2 separate regions of the Rattus norvegicus genome follow, and region 2 is linked to region 1. A link is a contact called in public Hi-C data. All regions are on one chromosome and are shown on one strand. The core of a region is the stretch at or near the end of the contact, and the rest is flanking DNA. Distances in the headings are between cores, read along the strand shown.

Region 1 (4,011 bases), core at 648-3,147:
GATCGCCACATTTGGGAGGATGAGGCAAGATAATTGTTGAGTTTGGAGACCAGTCTGGAGTACACACTAAAATCTCGTCTCGAGAACCTTCTACCACTGCTAAACTCAGTTGGCCTGCAGGGCTCCTGACCCTGTCAGGCTTGCTTTGATCTGAAGGCAGAATGTTGTGCTATGTGAGACCATGAGGCTGAACAAAAAATACTGCAGGATTTGCTTCCCATGCAGTCACCCGTGTCTGATCAGTCACCTGCTACAGAGTGACAGCAGCAGGTTGAATGAATGACTCTCCTCCGTCTCTATGTCCACACTGCCTAGCCTGGGCTCAGGCAAATAGCTATGAGCCTTGTCTGCTGAAGTGAAGCTTCCTATATTACATTACTACATAAAAGGCAGGGACAGTCATTCCTCTCTCCCTGACAGCAGCCAAATGTGAGCTCTACAGTACGCTCAGATCACTTGGCAGTTCTTTGAGAGAACTTACCTGTCTAGGGTCTCCAGAAGCCCAGAAATGGCTATAGAGGCCCCACACCAGGGTTGTATATGTTGACTTGGAATCAGTTCTGGGCTTAAATACAGACGCATTAATATGCACATGGTCTTGGTAAATGACTCTTCATTACAGATCTCAGTTTCCCCTGTCTGTGAAAGGGGATGATGATATTGAAAAGATCTATCTCTAGATCTGGGTTTAAATGAGATGGTTCATGGAACATGTTCATTGGTGGTGTCATGGTTGGAGTCCCACCAGAGCCAAGTACTACCCCTGTTAGAGTCAGTGATGAGTTTTGCAGGCTGAGTAGGGTCGAGTGCTGGGGCTAAAACTCATCCGCAGAAGTGGAGTGAATTCTAAAGATGCTAAGAGACAAACTTGAAGAAACCCCAAGAGCTAAGTCGGAGCAGTAAAGAGTATAGAGAAAGAAACAAACAAAAACCAAAAACGGGCCCCAGGTTTGGGGGTGGAGGAATTGCTGCCCACACTTGCCTGGCCAAGGGGCGTGCTCTCCAAAGGGTGGTACCCCAGGGAATTCTAGCAGCCTGGAGTCACGGTACTGTTTGCCTTTGCCACCCATGCCTGCTTGCTCCCCGCCCCCCCGGGCAGCTCAGTTCCAAGAACATTTATGGACTCTGCATTGGACCAAGCTGGATGATGAGCTTTGGGCCCCAGGTGTGAGTCAGCCCACTTGAATCTTATTTTCCTGGTCTCTGCTGTCACGGTGTCCGTATGAATTTCTCAGGACTTCCAGGCCTGAACCATTCATTCATACCTTTCTCTGAAACTGTGAGAGGCACTCATGAAAGCGATCTGAAACAGAGGCTAGCCATCCGACAGCCAAAAAAAAAGAGAAAATGCGACGGATGGACCCAGATAAAGTGGTTGGTCTGCGTCACCACCCCATTTCCTCTAGCTTTAGCACAAGCAAGGTCAGTTCAAGAGAGAACCCAAGCAAGGAAGACTGCAAGCAGAAAAGCAAGAAGGGAGGGCTCAAGAAGACCAAGCAGTCCTAGAAGTCCTTCGATGCTCCTTCCAGTCCAAAAGTGGACAGTGAGGCTGGCTTTCCAGATGCTTAGGCCAAGCTTCTTGAGGCCCAGCCTTCCCTCTCCCTTGACACCAGAACACCAAGGCCCGGTGTTCGTCTCGCAGCAGCCCAGGGCTGGGTCTTCGACCTGTGGCCAGGGTGGGAGCGGCTAGGGTAGGGCTTCAGCCCACGTGCGTCCGAGGCTGCAGTGGTGACAGCCGTCCCCAGCCCGGTCTAACTGGGAGGGTGTTGGGGTGGGTTCCGCGCTGCACGACCATTGGCTGTGCGTCTTCGGCCTGGGGCGGGGCCTCGTCTTCGGACGCCCTGTCATTGGCTGAGCCTTAGGTGGGGGCGTGCCCCAATCGGGTCCTCCGCAGCTCGCAGAACCACAGGCACCCGGCCGGCTCAGCCTGCGCCGGGCCGCCTCGCTAGCTCCGGGCTCGGCAGGCGGCCCGCGGGGTTCCGAATCTCTGCGCCCTCAGACAGGGGCCAAGCAAGGCAGGCGCTGACCTGAAGCCCGGAGGCCCGCGAGACCTTCGGTAAGACCGAGTGGGAGTGGGCTCCGGGGTGCGCAGGAGCGGGTGGGGACAATACCAGTCCCTCCGGGCTGGACTCTGCTCCCTGCTGGACGCCCGGGAGGGTCAGGTGCGGCAGTTCCGTCCGGGACCTCAGACCCACCTGCGGGGCGCGCCGTGGGCTCTCCACCAATCAAAGCTGTCATTCTAACCCCAGAAAACCTAACACACAAGCGCAGAGTAGGCGCCCTTAGGCAGCAGGGTCGCCTGTCATCGTTCAGAGGAACGTCCCCAAACTTTGCTCCGTGTGATCTGGGCTCCCGTACCTTTCCCATCCTATAACAGAGAGCCTTGCTTATCTTTATTTTATTATTATATTTTTCTGCCTCCCTTCTTCTCCTCCCTCCTTGATAACAGGAAGTTGGGCCAAATGTCAGTGGCCTGGCCAGTGGCGGGCTGGAACACGGGCTGGTTGCTTGGACGGTGGTGACGCTCTGAGGGGCCCGCGCTGCTGTCCCCTCTGTCCCCTGCGATCCCTGGCAGCCTGTGCGGGTCCCCGCCCAGGAGCACCCCACCCTGGCGTCCTGCCCTGTCACTGGCTGGCTGGCTCTGGGTTGGTAGGGGGAGGGGGGTCTCCCTTGCAGCCTCTGCCTGCTGCAGCTGTCCGGAGAGGGCGGGGTTAATTTATCCCAGGCCAGCCTCAGTCTCAGCCTCACCCTCACCGGCAGAGCTGGGAAGGGCTTGTACTGGACCGGGAAGAGGCGTGTTGAAACCAGAGTTCTCTCGTGTCTCCTTCCACATTGTTTATTCTGGGCCTGGGTTTCTAAAGCGGAAAGAGCTTTCGTTTGCAAGGCCTTTCGCTGTCCACCGTGTCTTACTTAGATGGTTTAGTGGGAGGATAAAGTCAGTAGCCGTTATGGACAGACCCGGAGAGGAAAAAAGCCAGAGGCTAATTGGCCTTCCGCATTTGCCTCCCTGAGTTCTCTGGCACCTGTGTCCTCTGCGCGCCAGCAACCTCTGCGGGGGCAGTGGACCTAACAAGTGGGCCACCAGGATAGCCCCTGTTCATGTCCCAGGGATTTTAAAGGCGATCAGGGCTGCCTTCTTCGGGTACAGAGAAGAGGGCATAGGTTGGATCCCAGTGGTTACTCTCCAAAAAGCTTGAGTTGTGTCCTCTCTGTTTCAGGGACCCGGAAAGCAGTCCTGGCTCTAAGCCTGCTTCCCACCAGTTGCCCTGTGGCTGTGGGAAGGAGCTCTGTGTGCATGTGTCTTGAGGCCCTGGCTTTTGGGAGATTCTGGGGATCACAGGAGTTTGCAAAGCGCCAGGTGCTTGAACAGCACAGCAAACTGCTCCTCACTGTGGAGTCCAATGTGGAGGGGCTCTGGCAGTGTTCTTTGTGGTAGAGAGGGACTGACTGCGCTGCTGCTTCAGAGGAAAGCCTCCGTTGGCTTTACCTCTGCGGTCCGGGCTTTTCCAGTAATCTCGAACTGAATTCATTGCAATAACTTTGACCCTCAGGAACTCCAGTCTTGTTCTGTCTGCAGTAGGGGTGGGACAGGCTTTGGTATATGTTTCTTTTGTTTGCTGGGTGACAGAAACCCACAGTTTGAACAGCCCCATTCCTAGGAGCTGCAGAGAACAGCCCCAATCCTTCCATCTTGTGATGGGGGAGGGGTCTCTCCACCATGTCCACACCTCTCTCTGTGTGTTTGCCTTTCAGGTGTGGGCCTGACTCTGCTCACTCTCCACAGCTGGCTGGTAGAGTTCTGCCTTACTGGTCAAGGACTTGACTGGGCTAACCCAGCCTGGGTTGAACATGGCTAACCCAAGTCTGTGGAGTGCTAACACTCCCTGTCCTTTAAAGAGCCTGAAAGAACATCCTGAGACTGCTCATTTTTTACCCACATTAGCCCTCTGTAGTAGTTGGTGCCACACCCATTTTATGGATGAGAGAACTGAGTCACAGAGATATTGCTAC
Region 2 (4,011 bases), core at 425-2,924, 100 kb after region 1:
AAACCCATCCATTTATCCACCCATAATGCACCGACCCATGTACTACCAATCCACCCATCTACATATTTTTGGAGGAAGATTGGGAACATGGTGTGCTTATAATGTAATGAGTAGCGAAACTTGGATTTGGAGATATTAAATTTTAGAAAGTTATATAGGTACTATCAAAGTAAGAACTAGAGGGTTGGGGATTTAGCTCAGTGGTTGAGCGCTTGCCTAGGAAGCGCAAGGCCCTGGGTTTGGTCCCCAGCTCCGAAAAAAAGAACCAAAAAAAAAAGTAAGAACTAGAACTCAGATATTTAAATTTTTGTTGCTAATAGTACTAACACTTGTGCAGCAAATTTCTACTTTAAGAAGCATTTTACATCCTGTGATTTCACCAACCTTCCTGATAGCTTCTGAGTAGACAGTGTAAGACTCTTTCTTATAGGTGAGGAAACAAAGGCCAAATTAGGTAGGTGACTTTCTGATGGCCTCTAGACATGGAGCAGCACCTGTGAGTCCATGATTCCTTGAAGAATATGCTTTCTTACTAGTGTCACTGGTCCTCATTTTAAATATCATAGCTGACACTCAACTCAGCGAGGCCATTACCTACAATGACCAATCCTCCTTTCTGTGAGCCAGGGTTAGGCTAGACCAGCTAACTAAATATAAAGGTTGTTTGAGTTGAGTCAAACAACTCAGGATGTGTGGGGACATGGCTGTCCTCTGCTAGTCACATTAATAACCTGACTAACAGATACATGCCACAGGTTATTTTTTAAAGAGGGAAGTCATTTGGTTTAATAAATGGCTTTTGGCACATCAGCTTTTTCAAACCCTTGAAAAATTATGATAAGAAAGGGTTCCTAGGGTGAAAGAGCTGGAAAATTAATAGGAAGAGAAAGTAAGTCATTTGTTTATTCTCATGTTCTCTCCGCCTGGCCATGAGAAATATTTGCCTTTTCCTTATGCTTCTGGTTCTTTGTCAAGCATAATAAAGTCCATAGTGATTAGAGGCTTTTGGTAAAAGGTAATTTTATTTGTTCTTTGGTAATTTCATATATGTATGTAATTTATTTTTATCGCATCCACCCCCATTCCCACAGAAGCCCCTCCTCTTCCCAACCAGTCCCCTCCGACTGTCATGTGTGTGTCTGTGTTCACATTTGTGTTCATGTTCATATCCCACTGAGTTTAATCAGGCTCGTTTGCAGGAGCATGGGTGGGGGTTATTTAGTGGAGCATGGCAACATACCAGTTGCTACAGCACTGAAGAAAAGGGCTCTGGGTTAGAGGCCTTGGCTTCTGGTGAGAAACATAAATAGATCTCTACATTTTAATTTTTCTTTTGTCTCTGCCTACATCTCAGTAGCATTTTTCCAACGGAGAAAGTAAGCATTGTTTGGACGTACACACTGCTAACCTTCCCTTGCAGGCAGCATTTTATTTCCCAGAGTCCTCGTGACGGCATCGAAGAAGCAGAGGTTGCCCCCTTGTACTCCATTTATTCTCCCAGAAGATCTGGGATCTTTTTAGGAGCTGCTGACTGGGCCCGCCACCGTGGAGTGCATTGTGTGAGCCCATAGGTCACATGTCTGGATGGGGTCTAGCCAGGCTCCCGTTGTGTGAATAGACCCACCCTAGGCTGAGAAGTATAAAAGAGAGAGTCGCATGCATTGCTCTTTGTGAGAAAAGCCAAGTCCTCATTGAAAGTGGAAACAAAAATACAAAGAGAACTCTAAGATTATGCACCGAGCATTCTTGTTGATGGGACATTCTGTACTTTCACAGCTCCAGTCTCTGGGCCTAAGTGGCATTCACAGTCGGTGGAGCCGGGAGCCCAAACAGCCTGAGTCTCTAAAACCCAATATTGTTGAAAATAAGGTCATCTGTTTCTCTTGGTGTTTGCCCAAGCATTTAGACTGAGATTATTTCCATTCACAAAATAGTGATTTATGAGAAGCTGAAGGAAATGTTGAAGGGAGGCGGGGCCCTCTGATCTGTTGTTTGATGGTGCCCTGGTCAAATTTTTAAACAAATTTCCATGACTAAACTATGGTTGTTTTTTTAATGGAGTTGGTGAACATGGCAGTTGTGTGCGTGCACATGCGTGTGTGTGTGTGTGTGTGTGTGTGTGTGTGTGTGTGTGTGTGTCTGCATGTGTGTGCGAGTTCGTGTCCGTGTGAGGGTGTTTACTACACTTGAGTGATGCCTAGTAGACTCAGTGCTGAGACTGCTATTTCAGAATAGCCAAGCCTAAAACAACCCTTCTGGGGCCGAGCCACGCCAAGGCCTGGATGGGTATTATGCCTAGGTGTACGGCGAACCTAGAGCACTTCTTCCTACACGGATGGTGTTTGAAAGGCTGGGATGTGGCTATGCCATGGAGGAAGTCAGAGTGTAGGAGAATCCATGTAGACTGATACATGCTCTGTGGGTCCGACTCCAGACTCCCCGGGAGAAAGTCCAAGCCACTGGAAGCTGACAGTTAAGATATTTATCCTTAGGAAGTAGACCTAATCCGGGATCAAAGATTCATGTTAAGAAGTTACTATGTTCAGCCTCCACCCCTATCCAAGGCCACAGTGACAGCTCAGTCCTTACAGCTCTCCTCATGCGTCTAGGCCAGTTTCCTAGGCCTTGGTTGATTGTTCAGAGCAGGGAGTGAGCTATGAGATGTTATCTGGCCAGCTGGGTAATATCTGTGAAAGGGAGTGTGTCAATGAAGTGTTACAGTGTGCGGGGGAGTCAGCAAATCTGAATTGGCCTTGGCAAACTGGACATTTGATCTCTAGTCCTCAGGTCGGATCTAATGTTTATTTGAAATGAATTAAATCATATAATGGTACCTGGATTGCAGGTTTAATTTGACACCAAAGCCCTGGAACTCCTAAGAATGTTCCTTGCAGGTAAACCTGTCCAGTGTCTTCATGGGAGGCCCAGGTAGCATAGGAAGTCTGGTGGTTTCCACAAGACAGTTCACACAAAAGCTATCACCCAGCCAGGCCTGGCTCTGACCTTAGGCACATGATTAACCCCCCTCTGAGCCAAAAGCCACTGGGATAGAGAAGAGGCCTACCCTGCCTGTGTCACAGGGATTCTGGAGATGGAGTAGAAACACTCTCCACTGTGCCTGACTGTAACCCCATGCCAGCACTTGTTGATATGGGGCCATCTTTCTCCATGTCTACCGTTAGGCTGACAGCTGTTTCCAAACAAGCATGCATCCTTCTGTGCTTCCAGTTCAAACACTGTCCACGGCCCGGAGCTCACCATGTTTTCTTGGCCATTGCAGGTAGACGCCCAGACTGAAGAGAATGACGTGAACAAGAGGAGGCGGCAAGGCTTCAACAACCTGGAAGAGGTCTGTGTGCTCGGGCTCAGCTCATTCAAAGGTCCATGTCCTGAGGACCAGTGGCTTGGGTGTGCTTGGCTATGTCACTAGCCCGAGTCCTGTTTAGTTTTTTTCTCTTGTGAGCCACCGGGATCCAGGCTCAGTTTGATAGAAAAGCAAAGTCGGTGTTCTGATCCCCACTTTGCTTCTTCCTAGCTGACAATGAAGCCTCCCTGGGATGAGGGGTATGTCTGTCAAATGTGCTGATACAGCCAAACTGCTTGATACTTTGCAGGGCTTGTAAGTTTATAAGATGATCTATATACTATAGCTAATTAATATTGAATTTTTAATTACACTAAGTAGGAAAGAGATACCAGCAGGCCCTCTGCATTTTTTACTGCCTTTTGGACTTGGAGTCTTAAGACAAATGTTGTGTGCTCTCGAGCGCCACCATCTGGCGAAAGGAGAAAATTGTAGGAGACTGTGTGTCAAAGTCTAGAACTTGTCTCTGAAAAATGTTAGCCTAAAGTGGGCGCAAAGAAATAATTTACAGAGACATAAGATATGCACTTCATTAATTTGTCCCTGTGTGTGCACATTTTGGAGGCTAATCATGTACCTTGTGTGCATGCGAAGGCCAGAGATTGATGTCAAGCATCTTTTCCTGTTTGCTTTCCACCTTATTTTTC

The links. Hi-C and Micro-C count contacts between places; a contact is called where the count stands out from the background.
Region 2: a Hi-C map of Schwann cells shows a contact between it and region 1, with 7 times the contacts expected there. The contact joins the enhancer-like site here to the promoter of Mical2 in region 1. A contact is called at or near these places in 3 of 12 Hi-C or Micro-C datasets (Schwann cells, prefrontal cortex and psoas muscle).

Annotation. Positions count from the first base shown.
Region 1 is chr1:175,778,549-175,782,559 of GRCr8, forward strand. Mical2 (microtubule associated monooxygenase, calponin and LIM domain containing 2) reads left to right here and starts at 1,898. Exons shown (of 31, transcript NM_001395865.1): 1 at 1,898-2,056.
Region 2 is chr1:175,880,022-175,884,032 of GRCr8, forward strand. Mical2 (microtubule associated monooxygenase, calponin and LIM domain containing 2) reads left to right here. Exons shown (of 31, transcript NM_001395865.1): 16 at 3,281-3,349. Among named protein-coding and RNA genes, the nearest start is that of Parva, 100 kb to the right of the region's middle. Within about 2 kb of position 1,675, at least 36 of the 93 cell types and tissues checked have an H3K27ac peak or open chromatin away from gene starts, as enhancers often do. A contact at or near this core is called in Schwann cells, where this site is marked.